Linked DNA regions of Hordeum vulgare: region 2 is linked to region 1. Evidence: chromatin contacts called from public Hi-C data. All regions are on one chromosome and are shown on one strand. The core of a region is the stretch at or near the end of the contact, and the rest is flanking DNA. Distances in the headings are between cores, read along the strand shown.

Evidence for each region. Hi-C and Micro-C count contacts between places; a contact is called where the count stands out from the background.
Region 2: a Hi-C map of seedling shows a contact between it and region 1, with 3 times the contacts expected there. The contact joins the promoter of LOC123449185 here to the promoter of LOC123449183 in region 1. A contact is called at or near these places in 2 of 6 Hi-C or Micro-C datasets (leaf and seedling) and 1 of 1 datasets of contacts at active chromatin or transcription factors (embryo).

Annotation. Positions count from the first base shown.
Region 1 is chr4H:508,731,768-508,738,431 of MorexV3_pseudomolecules_assembly, reverse strand. LOC123449183 (protein EARLY-RESPONSIVE TO DEHYDRATION 7, chloroplastic-like) reads right to left here and starts at 1,666. Exons shown (of 4, transcript XM_045126299.1): 1 at 369-1,666. The coding sequence starts at 1,345.
Region 2 is chr4H:509,027,069-509,034,464 of MorexV3_pseudomolecules_assembly, reverse strand. It overlaps LOC123449185 (collagen alpha-1(I) chain-like), which reads right to left and starts at 4,019. Exons shown (of 10, transcript XM_045126303.1): 1 at 3,490-4,019; 2 at 3,310-3,402; 3 at 3,100-3,218; 4 at 2,861-2,976; 5 at 2,015-2,758; 6 at 1,734-1,894; 7 at 1,549-1,628; 8 at 1,280-1,433; 9 at 980-1,129; 10 at 482-895. The coding sequence starts at 3,637. The coding sequence ends at 768. LOC123449186 (triadin-like) reads left to right here. Exons shown (of 3, transcript XM_045126307.1): 3 at 1-480. The coding sequence ends at 149.

The DNA.
Region 1 (6,664 bases), core at 417-2,916:
AGTCCATAGCGTAATCTCTAAAAGGTCTTATATTTAGAAACGGATGGCGTACTATTAAAAACATTGTAACCGCATAATGTTCATCAAGTGCAATGCAATGGAGGTATAGTAGGAACCCTGACTATTCCATGATATGCAACGAAGCTATAACTGATTAACCAAATCCTGATCTTAGACCATGCAACTGATGGCAAAAGGTGAATCATCTCATTCATTAAATTCTAGATCATCCGTAGCAGTCGAATTGTAAATTTAGTGAATCATTGAGTTCATCAAATGCCAGATTAAGAAAGTGCCTTAAGCTACTCCAATGTGAGCTGCTCTGCAACATATAGATAAAAAACAAGTGTAAGTTTGTTCATCCATACCTCTTCATCCTCTTGAGGGAGCTGGGCTTCACCTGCGTAGGCTTGCCGTTGGCCCCCGCGCCCTTCTTCAACACCGCCTCCCCGCATTTGAGGCCGGAGGCTGTGATGTCCCCGCACCAGATGATGCCCCTTACCAGCTGCCCCGAGCCCTTGGCGATAAGCCTCGCCACCGACGAGCTGTAGTCGTCCACGTTTGGCGCGATTGTCGTCCAGAACGCCGCGGACTGCTCCTCGATTTCCTCCTTCTTGTCTCCGGCAGCCTCCTCCGGCGTGATCTCCGACACCGCCCTCGTGTCCATTACCTCGCCCGCCCCTTCGTCGACCTGCTTGACGGAGAAGGTTGTGTACTCCTTCAGGACCCTGTCCAGCTCCTCCAGCACCTGCTCCTGCCCTTTCCCGGCGACCGTGAGGCCGTAGCTCAGCGCCGTCTCCCGGTCCGCGTCCGTCTCCGCCTCCGCGTCCTCCTTGTCGTCAGGGTGGTCCGAGTGCGGGACGTGGAGCGAGAAGAAGTAGTGGCCGGCGTCGAGCTTGACGACGGCGACGTCGCCGGCGAGCGGCCACTGCACGGGCTCCTGCGCGTTGCTGGAGCGGCCGCTGCTGAGGAAGCTGAAAAAGCCGCGCCGCTGGTTGGACTTGTCCGGGGTGAGGCGCGCGAGCACGGCGACGCAGTGGTCGCCCTGGCGGAGGCGCACGACGGAGAGCGTGCCGGCGCCGAGGTCGAGGCTGCGGTCGGGGTCGACGAGGTGGAGCTGCGCGCCCGGCACGTCGACGAGGGTCTCCTCCACCGTGGGCGGGGCCGGGGCGGCGTCCTCTGCCTCGTCCGCCGGGAAGAGGTTCTCGGCCAGCTCGTTCGGGTCCACGGTGGGGTAGAGCGAGTCGCCGGTGCCTGTGCTGGCGGCGCTGGCGGCGGTGTTGTGGTCGGGGTGGGACTGGGGTACCTCAGGGTACATGCTCTGCTGCTTGGAGGCGGAGGCCATGTCGGTTCGCTGGTGGGCTGTCGCGCCGTGTCACAGCTCGCCGGATCGAGGGAGAGGGGAACGAGCCAGCGAGGTGGGGAGGATGGAACGGGGGGCAGGGGATTTTAATACGCGAGGGGTGGAACCGGCGAGGGCGACGGTTGATTCGCGGTGGCGGCGTGGCGCCCAGGTGCGAGGGGATTTGCTGCGCCCGTGACGGCGACGCGGAGGTGGTCGGCAGCGTGTCAGGGACGAGATGGCCGGCACACTGGTGGGCACAGAGATAGCGGTGGCAAAGGGGGATCCGGGTTCGCGATAGACGAGAAGACTTTGGAAGAAAGGAACCGGAAGCCAAGGGAGGAGGACGCGTAGACACCGTCGGGAACAGCTCACCGGCCACGGAGGCTCCGGCATAAAGAAGAAGAGTATAAAGGCCAACACGAACTGGCGCGCTCCAGAGCTCACGTGTGTGCAGCTTCCGGCACCTGGCGGCCTGCCGTTGCACAACTTGAGAGGAGCGGTCGACGGTGCGTAGCTAGTTTTGCATTCACCGCGTCGCCGACGGCGGACAGCATTCAACATGTTTTCTGTTTCCGTCAGCCGTGCACGGGCGGGTCGGCGGCTCCCAACGGCCTTCCACATTTGCCTGCCGTCATTTTGGTGCCTTTTTGCATCTGGGGTCTGTACAACTTGACTAAGGTCATGCTGGCTATAAATCATGTTTTATGTTTTGTTTGGTCATCATGAGGTAGTTTGATAGCCTCGTTTGGATCCATCGGTTGGTTAGAGTTAGTTTAAGAGGATGTCTGATACGTTTTAGTCCTATGATTAAAAGTAGTGAGACTAAAATTTACTAGCCTCACCCATGCTTGAATCCAAATACTAAAGAGACTAAAATCAAGTTAATGAGCATTTATTATCCTCCAAACCCTCAATCCAGAACTTGCCTGAGGAGTTAAATGATGAGAGAGGGGACTAATGCACATTTTAGTAGGGGTACCCCTGACTAAAATATGTTAGCCTCAATACTAGTTTTAGCCTTTCTTTAGTCAGAGGTGCTTGAAACTTTAGCCTCTTAAAGAGACTAGTTTTAGTCAGACCAGTTTTAGTCTCTTGGATCCAAACACCCTCTTAGAGTACTAACATAGGTAGATATCGTATCGTATTAAATGTCATGCTACTATGTGTCAAGCATGTTAATCAATGTGGTCATATATGATACTACTTTATGATACTATGCACTATGGAGGTAGTATCATACAATAGTATCATATGCATGATACTATATATGATACTCCCCACTATGACCCATCCAAAAACTATCTGACCAAAGAGGTGTTAATTGGAGCTAGTTCTCATCGAGTCCACTAAAAATTCATTTTTTCTCTCTATTCCACCATCCAAGAGGTGCTAATTGAAGCTAGTTCTCATCAGGTCCACTAAAAAATCATTTTTGTTTCTCTATCCCATCCGCCAAGAGGTGCTAATTTGAGCTAATTCTCATGGGGTCCACTAAAAAAATATTTTTTCTCTCTCTATCCCACCAGCCAAGAGGTGCTAATTGGAGCTAGTTCTCACGGGGCCCCACTAAAAAATCATCTTTCTCTCTCCATCAAGTGCATGTATTGTCAATCTAACCTTGTCATCCAAAAAACTCTTTGGTTAGAGTTAGTTTAGGATTAGTCATGAGCTAGAAACTAACTCTAACCTCTAGCTAAGTTAGAGTATCCAAACAGGACCGATATATGACATTTAATGAAAAACTGTTGAAGGTTCTAGATAATGCCCCACGTCGTCACGTGTTTACTACAGAAATATTCGGTAATAAACTTGTGAAAAATAAAAATAAAATGTACAATAATATTATGGTACCACATTCAACCTAGAGGTAGATGAATGATGGATGCATACTATGTTTTCTTGTGAATTCAAGTTCAAATATCTATTGTTGAAAAATAAAAATAAAATCAATGATGTGGAGAGCTTTCATGTTCTCTAATGACGTGGAGGACTTGCATATCGTAGAAAGCGGAAAGTGAAAACTTCAATGGTTGCATAGTCGCTTGATGGTGTGAAGGGCCACATGTGGCGGAGCGTGGAAAATTAATTGATTGCATGCGCTTGATGATTTCGATGGGCTTGCATGTGCATTCGAATGACATGGGACATGTGTGAGACACATGTGATAAGATGGATATGTTGCATGTTGAAATAAATAAGCACATATATTCAACTGCATATCTTATTTTTGAGCGACACGGTTGTAAGGATCCATGAGAAGCAACCAGATGAATTGTATGTGTCAATTGCCATTTAGCTAGCAAGCTTATTGATATTGAAGTTTCCCAAGTTGTGCTTCCCGATATTGTATTTAAAGTTGTTCTCTGAATTCCTTATATGAAAAATCGATAGAAGAGGTGTCTACAAGGGGGTTAATAGACTGCTTGCATAAATTAAAATCCTAGCATTTTCCAATTTGATAGTTGGTACATTTTAGCAATTCTAACAAGTCTAGTGCACCCTACACATGCTAGTCAACAAATATGGCAGCGGAAAGTAAAGACTTTGCACATGTAGTAAAGAGTAGAGTTTAGGAAGATCAAACGCGAAGAAGTAGACACGACAATTTTTGGCATGGTTCCGATAGGTGGCGCTATCGTACAACCATGTTAGTGAAGACTTCAACCCACGGAGGATAACGGCCGCGAGAGTCCACGGAGGGCTCTGATGGTGAACGTTGCCTGGGAAACAAAAAAATTCCTACGCACACGAAGACCTATCATGGTGATGTCCATCTACGAGAGGAGATTTGGATCTACGTACTCTTGTAGTTCGCACAACAGGAAGCGTTAAGAAACGCGGTTGATGTAGTGGAACGTCTTCACGTCCCTCGATCAGCCCCACGAACCGTCCCGCGATCCGTCCCACGATCCGTTCCGATCTAGTGCCGAACGGACGGCACCTCCTCGTTCAGCACACGTACAGCTCAACGATGATCTCGGCCTTCTTGATCCAGCAAGCAAGACAAAGAAATAGATGAGTTCTCCCGCAGCGTGACGACGCTCCGGTGGTGGTGAGGATCTACTCCTGCAGAGCTCTGCCCGAGCTCCGCAGAAATACGATCTAGAGGTAAAACTATGGAGTCTAGATCTGAGTTGCACGCGGCAAAAGTTTTCTCAAATCAGCCCTAAATCACCACTATATATAGGAAGGAGGGGGGAGACTTGCCTTGAGGACCAAGTCCCCAAGGGTGCGCCGACCAGAAGGAGAGGAGGAAACCTACTCCAATTAGGATTGGAAAATGGAGTCCTTCTCTTCCTTCCCACCTCCCTTTTTTTCTTTGGTTTTCTTCTCTTGTCGCGAAGGCCCTCTTGGGCTGTCCCACTGATGACCCACAAGTATAGGGGATCAATCATAGTCCTTTCGATAGGTAAGAGTGTCGAACCCAACGAGGAGCAGAAGGATCTGACAAGTGGTTTTCAGCAAGGTAAAATCTACAAGCACTGAAATTATCGGTAACAAGTGATTGTGTGGTGAGATGATTCATAGCAAGCAACAAGTAACAAAAGTAGCAACGGTGCAGCAAGGTGGCCCAATCCATTTTGTATCAAGGGACAAGCCTGGACAAAGTCTTATAGGAGGAAAAACGCTCCCGAGGACACACGGGAATTTCTGTCATGCTAATTTTCATCATGTTCATATGATTCGCGTTCGTTACTTTGATAGTTTGGTATGTGGGTGGACCGGCGCTTGGGTACTGCCCTTACTTGGACAAGCATCCCACTTATGATTAACCCCTCTCGCAAGCATCCGCGACTAAGAAATAAGAATTAAGACAAAGTCTAACCATAGCATTAAACTAGTGAATCCAAATCAGCCCCTTACGAAGCAGCGCATAAACTAGGGTTTAAGCTTCTGTAACTCTAGCAACCCATCATCTACTTACTACTTCCCAATGCCTTTCTCTAGGCCCAAATAATGGTGAAGTGTTATGTAGTCGACGTTCACATAACACCACTAGAGGAAAAACAACATACAACACATCAAAATATCGAACGAATACCAAATTCACATGACTACTATTAGCATGACTTATCCCATGTCCTCAGGAACAAAAGTAACTACTCACAAAGCATAATCATATTCATGACCAGAGAGGTAATGAGTAGCATCAAGGATCTGAACATAAAGTCTTCCACCAAATAATCCAACTAGCATCAACTACAAGGAGTAATTAACACTACTAGCAACCTTACAAGTACCAATCGGAGTCGCGAGGCGGAGATTGGTTACAAGAGATGAACTAGGGTTTGGAGATGAGATGGTGTTGATGATGATGTTGATGGTGATGAGTCCCCTCCGATGAGAGGAGTGTTGGTGATGATGATGGCGACGATTTCCCCCTCCGGGAGGCAAGTTTCCCCGGCAGGATCATCCTGCCGGAGCTCTAGATTGGTTCTGCTCAAGTTCCGCCTCGTGGCGGCGGCGATTCCACGAAAAAGCCTCCTCGTGATTATTATTTTTCGGACGAAACCCTTCATATAGCAGAAGAGGGGGGCCAGAGGGCTAGCTGGGTGCCCACAAGCCCCCCAGGCGCGGCCAGGGGGGTGGCCGCGCCTAGCAGGCTTCTGGCCACGTGTTGGCACCCCTCTGGCACTTCTTCGGCCCAGTATTTTTTATAAATCCGGAAAAAAATCCTCGTTGATTTTACGGCGTTTGGAGTTGCACAGAATAGGTATCTCAAACTTGCTCCAATTTCAGGCCAGAATTCCAGCTGCCGGCATTCTCCCTCTTCAAGTAAACCTTGCAAAATAAGAGATAAAAGGCATAAGTATTGTACCGTGAAGTGAAATAACAGACCAAAAAGCAATAAATATCAACATGAAAGCATGATGCAAAATGGACGTATCAACTCCCCCAAGCTTAGACCTCGCTTGTCCTCAAGCAAAAGCCGAGCTCAATAAATATGTCCACATGTTTAGGGAGAGAGGTGTCGACAAAACAAGATAAGAACATGCATGCATCATGATCATGATCAGAACAGCAATACCAACATATAATCTCTCATGCTAAAGTGACAATTCCATCACAAAGTAAAGTATGGATCAAGAACCTTACCGAGAAGTAAAAACCGATAGCATTTAGTCATTGAAGCAATTGCAATTTATCACAACATCAGAAAGAGTCAGATAAGAGCTTGTAAAGCAAATCCACATACTCAATCATCTTTTCATTCTCTACAATTGCTACAACTCACGTGGTACTCGTGAGATCAAAGTTTCAGCTGAACACAGAGAAAGATAGAGCCTTATAGTTTTGCCTCCCAACTGCTTACCTCAA
Region 2 (7,396 bases), core at 2,770-5,269, 290 kb before region 1:
GTGGAAAGAAACCTGATGCCAGCATCAGCAGCAGCTGCAAGGCAAGTGACGGTTTGGCACCCATGGAGCTGGAGTTTTCATGGCAACCAAGGGCCATTCATTTGCCTGACCTTCATCTCTATCAGTTGCCATATGTTGTTCCTTTTTAGGTTTGTGTAGGAAGACTCGAGGTAGAGGGGAAGTAGGAGATGTTGGGAGAATAGCTGTGCCGGTGTGGGAGATAGTGCTACCCCCCACCGGCAGTTTTCCAGCTTTGTTTCCAGGATTTTTCTTGTTTCATCAGGACGATGACTGTGGGAACCTTCTGTAGTGTTGTTAATCTATTTGACTTAATTTTTTGTTTCCAAGCGGACAACCTTGAATTTGAAGGTTATTGTAATGTTGTATGACAAACGTGTTGCCCCTGAAATGAACACCTCATTCAGATGGTACTTTGTAAATATAGCAAGGCCATGTGATGATATGCAACAACTTGCTGAAGTAGAGCATAAGGTTCCTTTTTTACTTTGTTTTTTCTGTGACATATCTATGAGCTATCATGTCCCTCGGTGCCGGAAATGTGGCACCTTCTTTGTTTTATGTATGTACACGAGTTTGTAACTCAAATAAAAGACAGCAAAACTCATCAAAAAGAAAAGAAAAGAAAAAAGTAAAATAACAAAGCTCAGTCGAAGCTGGATGATCGGCTGCAGCGTTGTCTGAGGTACTCCTCGAGCGGGCTGAGGTTGGTGTGCTCGGTGCTGGAGATGGACTCGGCGTCCTCCACGTCAAGCAGCGCCAGCCCAAGGTGCGACCTCACGTTGGCCGCCGGGTAGGTCTCGTCGTCCACCACGCAGTCCGGCTCCGAGGCCGCCAGGCTCGTCGCGTCCTCTTCTCCCCGTAGTATGCTCAGTATCTGCCACCAACACACGAGCAAATGTTAACAGTTCAGAAACGACAGGGCATATTTTTCTTCCTTCTGACGAGGTGAGAGACGGACCTGCGATATGGGAGGCCTGAGGCGCGCCGATCTGCCGAGGCAGAGCGACGCCGCGACGGCCATCCGCCTCACCTCCACCTCGTCGTGCTTCACGTCCAGGCTCGGGTCCAGCAGGTCGGAGATGTCGCCGCCGTTGAGGATCGGAGTCGCCTGTCACGTACGTCAAAGACACCAACCGCGTCAGCAGCACAATCTTTCTCTCTCTCTCTCTCTACACGAGCACGATGACATGATAACAACGTAACAAGGTGCGGTGGTTATTTGTGTGTGGGTTTAATTGGGAGGATTGGGAGGGCTTACCCACATGACGAGACTTTGGTGGTGGCCCTTTGGTGAGCCGTCGCCGGTGATGGGTCTCCGCCCGGTGAGGAGCTCCAGCAGCACCACCCCGAACGCGTACACGTCCACCTTGTCCGTCACCTTCCCGTACATGAAGTACTCCGGCGCAAGGTACCTGCACTCGGCCGGTGCACGTCTCGTCACTCTCTAACACAGGCGGCACTTCAGGCTGGAAGAGACCCGGTACAGGTAAGAAGACTGTACTCTGCACACACAAGAAGAAGACGTACCCGAAGGTGCCGACGACGTCGCTGTGCGTCAGGGACGACGGGCTGGACGGCGCCCAGATCGCGAGCCCGAAATCCGACAACTGCCACCGTCGGTACATAGTTCAGTTCAGAGTCCATGTCTGTCGGTACAGAAAACAGACCGATTGTATCCACGAATCCAAGAGTACTAGCAGTACTAGTAGTACCTGAGGCTCGAAGCCGTCCGTGAGGAGGATGTTGGAGGACTTGACGTCGCGGTGGATCACCGGCCGGGAGCCGCCGGAGTGGACGTAGCTCAGAGCCTCGGCAACCCCGACCGCCGCCCTGTACCTCTTCTCCCACGGCAGCGCCGGCTTGGACCTCTTCCCTGAGTTCACATGGATCAGAATTCAGTCACATGTGCAGAGGTGTTGATGGGCGCAGCAGCGTGTCGTGCGTCCAGAATAACAGTTGGCGCGTCGCATGCAGGCCAGGCGTGGCGCCGTACCGTGCAGGTTGTCCTCGAGGCTGCCTCGTGGGAGGTAGCGGTAGACGGAGATGAGGTTGGGGCCTTCGACGCAGACGCCGACGAGCGGCACGATGCGGCCGTGCTGCAGCTTGGTGATGATGTCCACCTCCCGGAGGAAGTCCTTGGACGCCTCCGCCGACGCCCGGCACAGCTTGATCGCCACCCGCTGCCCGCTCGCCAGGCCGCCGCGGTACACCCTGCTGTGCGCGCCCTTGCCCACCAGGTTGCCCGGCGAGAAGTGGTTGGTGGCGTCGTACAGCTCCTCGTACCGGAACCACCGGCACCGGGACGGCACGCCGCCCAGCGTCCGCCTCAGCTCGGCCGCCAGCCCCTCCTGCGCCGGCTCCGGGGACGCCGACGGCGACGACCGCCGCGGCAGGCTCATCACCCAGTGCACCACCGACTGCTTGCGCGTCGCCTCGTGCTCTCTCGCCGTGGCCGTGGACGCGGCGGGCGCGCGCCGGAGCAACGGCCAGCCGAGCCTCTGCTCGGGCGCCGCCGGCGCGCGCACGACGACGGCCTTGGCATCGGCATCGGCATCGGCAGTGTTGCCGTCGTCGTCGCAGGGCTTCGTCAGCTGCGGCGCGGCGCACTGGCCGCAGCCCACGGCGTCCAAGTCCATGGACCGCGCGCTCCGCCGGTTGGGGTTGGGGATGATCACCTTGGGCTCCATGCCGACGCTCGGGTGCAGCAGCGTGCGGAGCACCGGCTTGGGCTCTGCTCCTGGAGGACGAACGGAGCCACCCAACGCTTTACTCAATCAATCACTCACGCACCAACCGATATCAATTCGTAGCTAACATCGAGGTTCAGTACTCTACTGACCAAGTGGCGGCCGGGGGGCCTCCCTGACGAAGATGGCCTTGCCGCCCTGGATGGCGACGACGCTGGTCGTCGGCGGGAGCTTCTTGGCACAGTACTTGGCGAGGCAGGTCGAGCCGCTGAGCGCACCAGAAAAAGAAGGATGGATTACTTTTGGTGCGGGGCGTTAACGAATCGCGCAGAAAACAGACAGTTGAATCACGCCGAGAGTGCTGCTGCTGCTGCCGGGATTGTCTACTGACCCGAAGGAGTACTTCTTGTTGGTGCCAATCACCACCACCATGGCCGCGCAGAGCTTGGCCTCCTTCACCAGCACCTTCTGGATCGAGCTCCCCGGCGTCACCCGCCCGATGAGGACGATCTGACGGACAAAAAAAAAGAAGCATCAATCAATACCAGCACATGAACGCAACCGCCAACGACATTAATGGCGCGGCGTCAAGCTTGCTTACGCACGTCTTTTTTGCTGCAGATGGCCTCGTACTCCGCTAGGTACTCGTCCAGCGTCCTGATCAGCGTCAGCGCGTTCGTCTTGCACAGGTCTCCTTCGATTCGAGGCACAGGGAAATGCTACCATGAATCGAGCTGCAAGCAAGAAAAGGTTCTTGACGGATATGGGGCGAGGTACCTACCGGATTTGCGGTAAATGTGGACGGCGACGACGCGGTCGCCGCTCCTGGCCGCCTGGTTGAGCGCCCACTTGAGCAGCTCCTTGCCGACGGCGTCCATGTGCAGCCCCACCAGTATGCACCGCCCGACGCCCTCCCCCGCCATCGCCATGACAACCAGCTCGAGAAAAATCACCAGGAATCGCACTTGTCCGCCATGACGATAGATAACAGTCGATCGCCGCAGCACGCCGTCGGCTCAACCACTAACCGCCGTGGACCTCCCCTGTTGGCCGATGCGAACCCCGCTTACCGCAGCCAATGCAGTACCACTACGACCCGGAACCTCTCCCTCAGCTCTGGAATAGAAAATGGCGCCGCTGTCGTCGCAGGGGCGGCCTCCCGGAAAGCGAGTGCCGTCACCCGTCCGGCGCGCCCGCTTTACAGCCGATGGATGATCTCACTCGAGCCGAAAGGGGAGGAGGGGGATGAAGCAACCAACCGACCGAGGAGGAAGAAGATACAGTACAAGCGCAAGGAGCCAGCGGGAAGCGGCGAATATATCCTAGCGCTAGGGGGGGGGGGGGGGGGGGGGGGGGGGGACGCGGGCAACAAGCAGCAAGCGACAGAGGTAACTAGCTAAAATCTGGTTGGGTCGTCATGCCTCAGCCCCGGCGACGGTATATAAAATTTCACTCTTGATGGCGCCGCGCCACGCGCGCCGCCGGTCGGCAGGCGGGGGCGGGCTCCGCTCAACCACTCCAACCACAAATGCCGCAGGAAAGACACGGGGCCGCGGAGGGCAGGGGCTTGGGTTGAACGGCCCGAGACGGTCGTCGTCGCGGTCCGCGGCGGCGAGCGGGCTGCTGGCTCTTTGCTAGGCTGCTGTCTTTTGTGCCGCCGGTTAGACGACGGGTAGAAAACGGAGGCGGCGACCGGGACACGCACTCGCGCAGGCGCAGGTGAAACGAAGGAGAGCGAAGTGGAGGTGATGCAATGCTATGGGATACTGGATAGATATGGTCAATTGGGAGAAAAGTATTGTATGTGTGCAAGAGGATCTGTGATGATGAGACGGAGAAAGGCGACGAGCAGGGGACAGGAACTTCTCGGTGGAGGGGTAAATAATAAAGGAGAAAAAAGCGGGAAGATGGTTAGGGGATTGACCAGTGGAAAAAATAGAGGGATGATAGTCTCCAAACCACATGGCTACACGAGGAAAAGGAGAAGAAAAGGGACATTGTTGCACTCTTTCGGAAAGAAAAAGGCATCTGAACTAGCATTTCTTGGGATAATTGGCTACAACATCAGGATCGGTTTGGCACATGGATCGTCTTTCCGCAGGCAGGGCACCCGAATTTGTACAACGGGGGTGCTTCAGTAGGAGTGTTCTACTACTACTACTGGTAGTAGTTGCTGGCGTGTGGCCTCGTTGCAAAGATGATGCAAATGCTTGCACTGGGATTCAAAGATGATGCCAATGCTTGCACTGGGATTAGTACTACTAGCGTTCTTGGTGCTGCCGTATCGCACACTGCATTGCAAATTCAGTCACGCACGCAGCGTTGACCCGTGAACGGAAGCATCATCCTTCGCGTGGGTCGTTTTCGTTTTAGCATCTTCTGTTCGTCTGGTTCAACATTTTCAATAGTGATTCTCGTGCGATCCATGGCCGATGTGGACCGCTGATTGTTTAGTATTATGTTGAATTTCAACGAGGATCTAGGGCCCCCCAACCGTCCTTGTTACTACGTACGTCAGGGGAGGCGTGTTTCAGAGCACTCTTAGCTATCCATGAACCCATGCGTTCTGTGCTCACTCGCTGATCGCGCTGCCGATCGCCATGAAACGTGGATCTCATGTCATTCACCACATCTGTGAAAAATACACAGCATTCGATAAAAACGGAAAACACAGGGCAAATCGGGAGCGGAAGTCCGTATCACGAGAGCTCTGGAGATGAGGCTTTGTCATAATTCGTTTTCTTCCAAATCAAGTTAAGCAAAACCGAGCGCGGGCCGCGTGTCGTACCTGTCACACAAGTCCAAAATCCAAAGAGTGGATGTATTGAGTACAATATACACGAAGGTGACGCCTAGCGTAATAACAATGGCCGCGTCGGATGTTTGTCAGCCGTCACGCATAAGGAACATTTGGATCGCGATCCCTGCAAGCACCACATATGTTGACCTGATGCATGCGTTATCCGCACGTTACGAGATTATAAATCCAGGATGGCGGCTAGGCACAAAACAAAGATTCCTCAAAAAAATAAAAACCTCACACAAAAAGAACCCGAATGATAGTTTCTCGCGCAAAGCACTCTGTTTGTCGTGCAAAGCCCCCTCCCGATTCCAGCCTCCCAACTAGCGCGGCTGCCGACGTTTTTGGAGTAGCACACGAGGAGGCCGTGTTACCGCTAGATTCGATGGAGCAGCACATTGCGCCTGCTGGCTTGCATTGAGTAGGCAAAGCAACGACCTAGGTGTTGGACACGAGTTGCGAAGCAACAACATAGGGCCAGCTCAACGCGAGCACAAACAATAGAGGGGGCATTGGTGCCGACGCGGGGGAGCGACATCATATTGCCCGCAACACTACAACATCTCCTCCTGTGACTGTGCGCTTCTACCACCACCAACGGCGGAGCTATATGGGCTCCTCGGGGATTGTGCGCCCCCCAACATGGAACCAAATTGTGAATAGAAATATATGTGAGGGCTTATATGAGATTTTTTTTAGCTCTTGCCCCCAAGCACTTGTATTTTACGTTTCACCCCTCACACACATCTGGTTCTGTCTACCCCTGCCACTGCCCACCACCTTGTCGTCGCAGCGACATCGTCCCTTTCCTTGCCCCGATTTCATCCCTTTCGACCACATAGGCATCGAGACTAGCAGATCCAGGTACTCCTCTCCCCCTTTTGTTTGTGTATCAGGATAGGTAGATCCAGGTACTCCTCTCCCGCCATCAATAGCAGAGTTGAAACAAGGTGCAAAACTCCTCTGAGAAGATTGAATAGTGGAGTTTATCTTCTTATCCATACAAACACAAAATGCATTTCCAGTTTCATCTATGTAATCATAAGTTTGCCATGTTTTATAAGAGAAACTTGTTAAAGTTTGTGATGTGTATCCTTGAATTCTTACACAACTTTTGCCATACCATCTACAAAACATGACAAAATTTCTCAAAAAAAATTAGTACTAGCCCATGGAAAAAATTAAGAGAAGACACTAAAAAAACACGGAAAACCATTTTGGATCGAGATGCTCCCGTTATGTGTAGCGACCAGGAGCATCGCGACTATGTGTAGCGACCAGGAGCATCGCGACGAACACCCACTCCCGTATTTCCTATTGTATTTGCTGGGCAGAAATCCAGCCCCCATTCCACATAGCACATTTATTATATACCTAGGTCCGTTAGGAAAATTGCTAGTACTAACAAACGTGTGCATGTGTATAGATAGACGTATGCATGCTTCTTGGGCGTGCACACAAATAGTCCTAGGCAGATCTCCATGTGTTGAGCATGTTTCACATATAAAGCCAATATGCGTTGGCGGTTGTGGAACACCCACATGTTCCCACCCATGTTGGTTAAACATTTGAAATTCAAATAGTTGGGGACCACACATCAAGACAAAGAGTATCCACACACACACCCAGCGGCCCCATCTGCATAATGAGCAGTGTCGACCTTACAAATTGTTTTATTTCTTTAAATAGCCATTGAAAAACACTATGCTAATAAACATTGATAGGAAGAATCCTATCCTTCCTCTCCGGTTCCATAACAATATGACATCCACATTCGAAAAATTTAAGTACTCTGAAAGAACAAATAATTTGTTCTAAAAAATGAAGCATCCTAGCTAACAATGTCTAGTTTGAAGGTTAACAACTGTTGCGTTCGTGCATGTGTTCT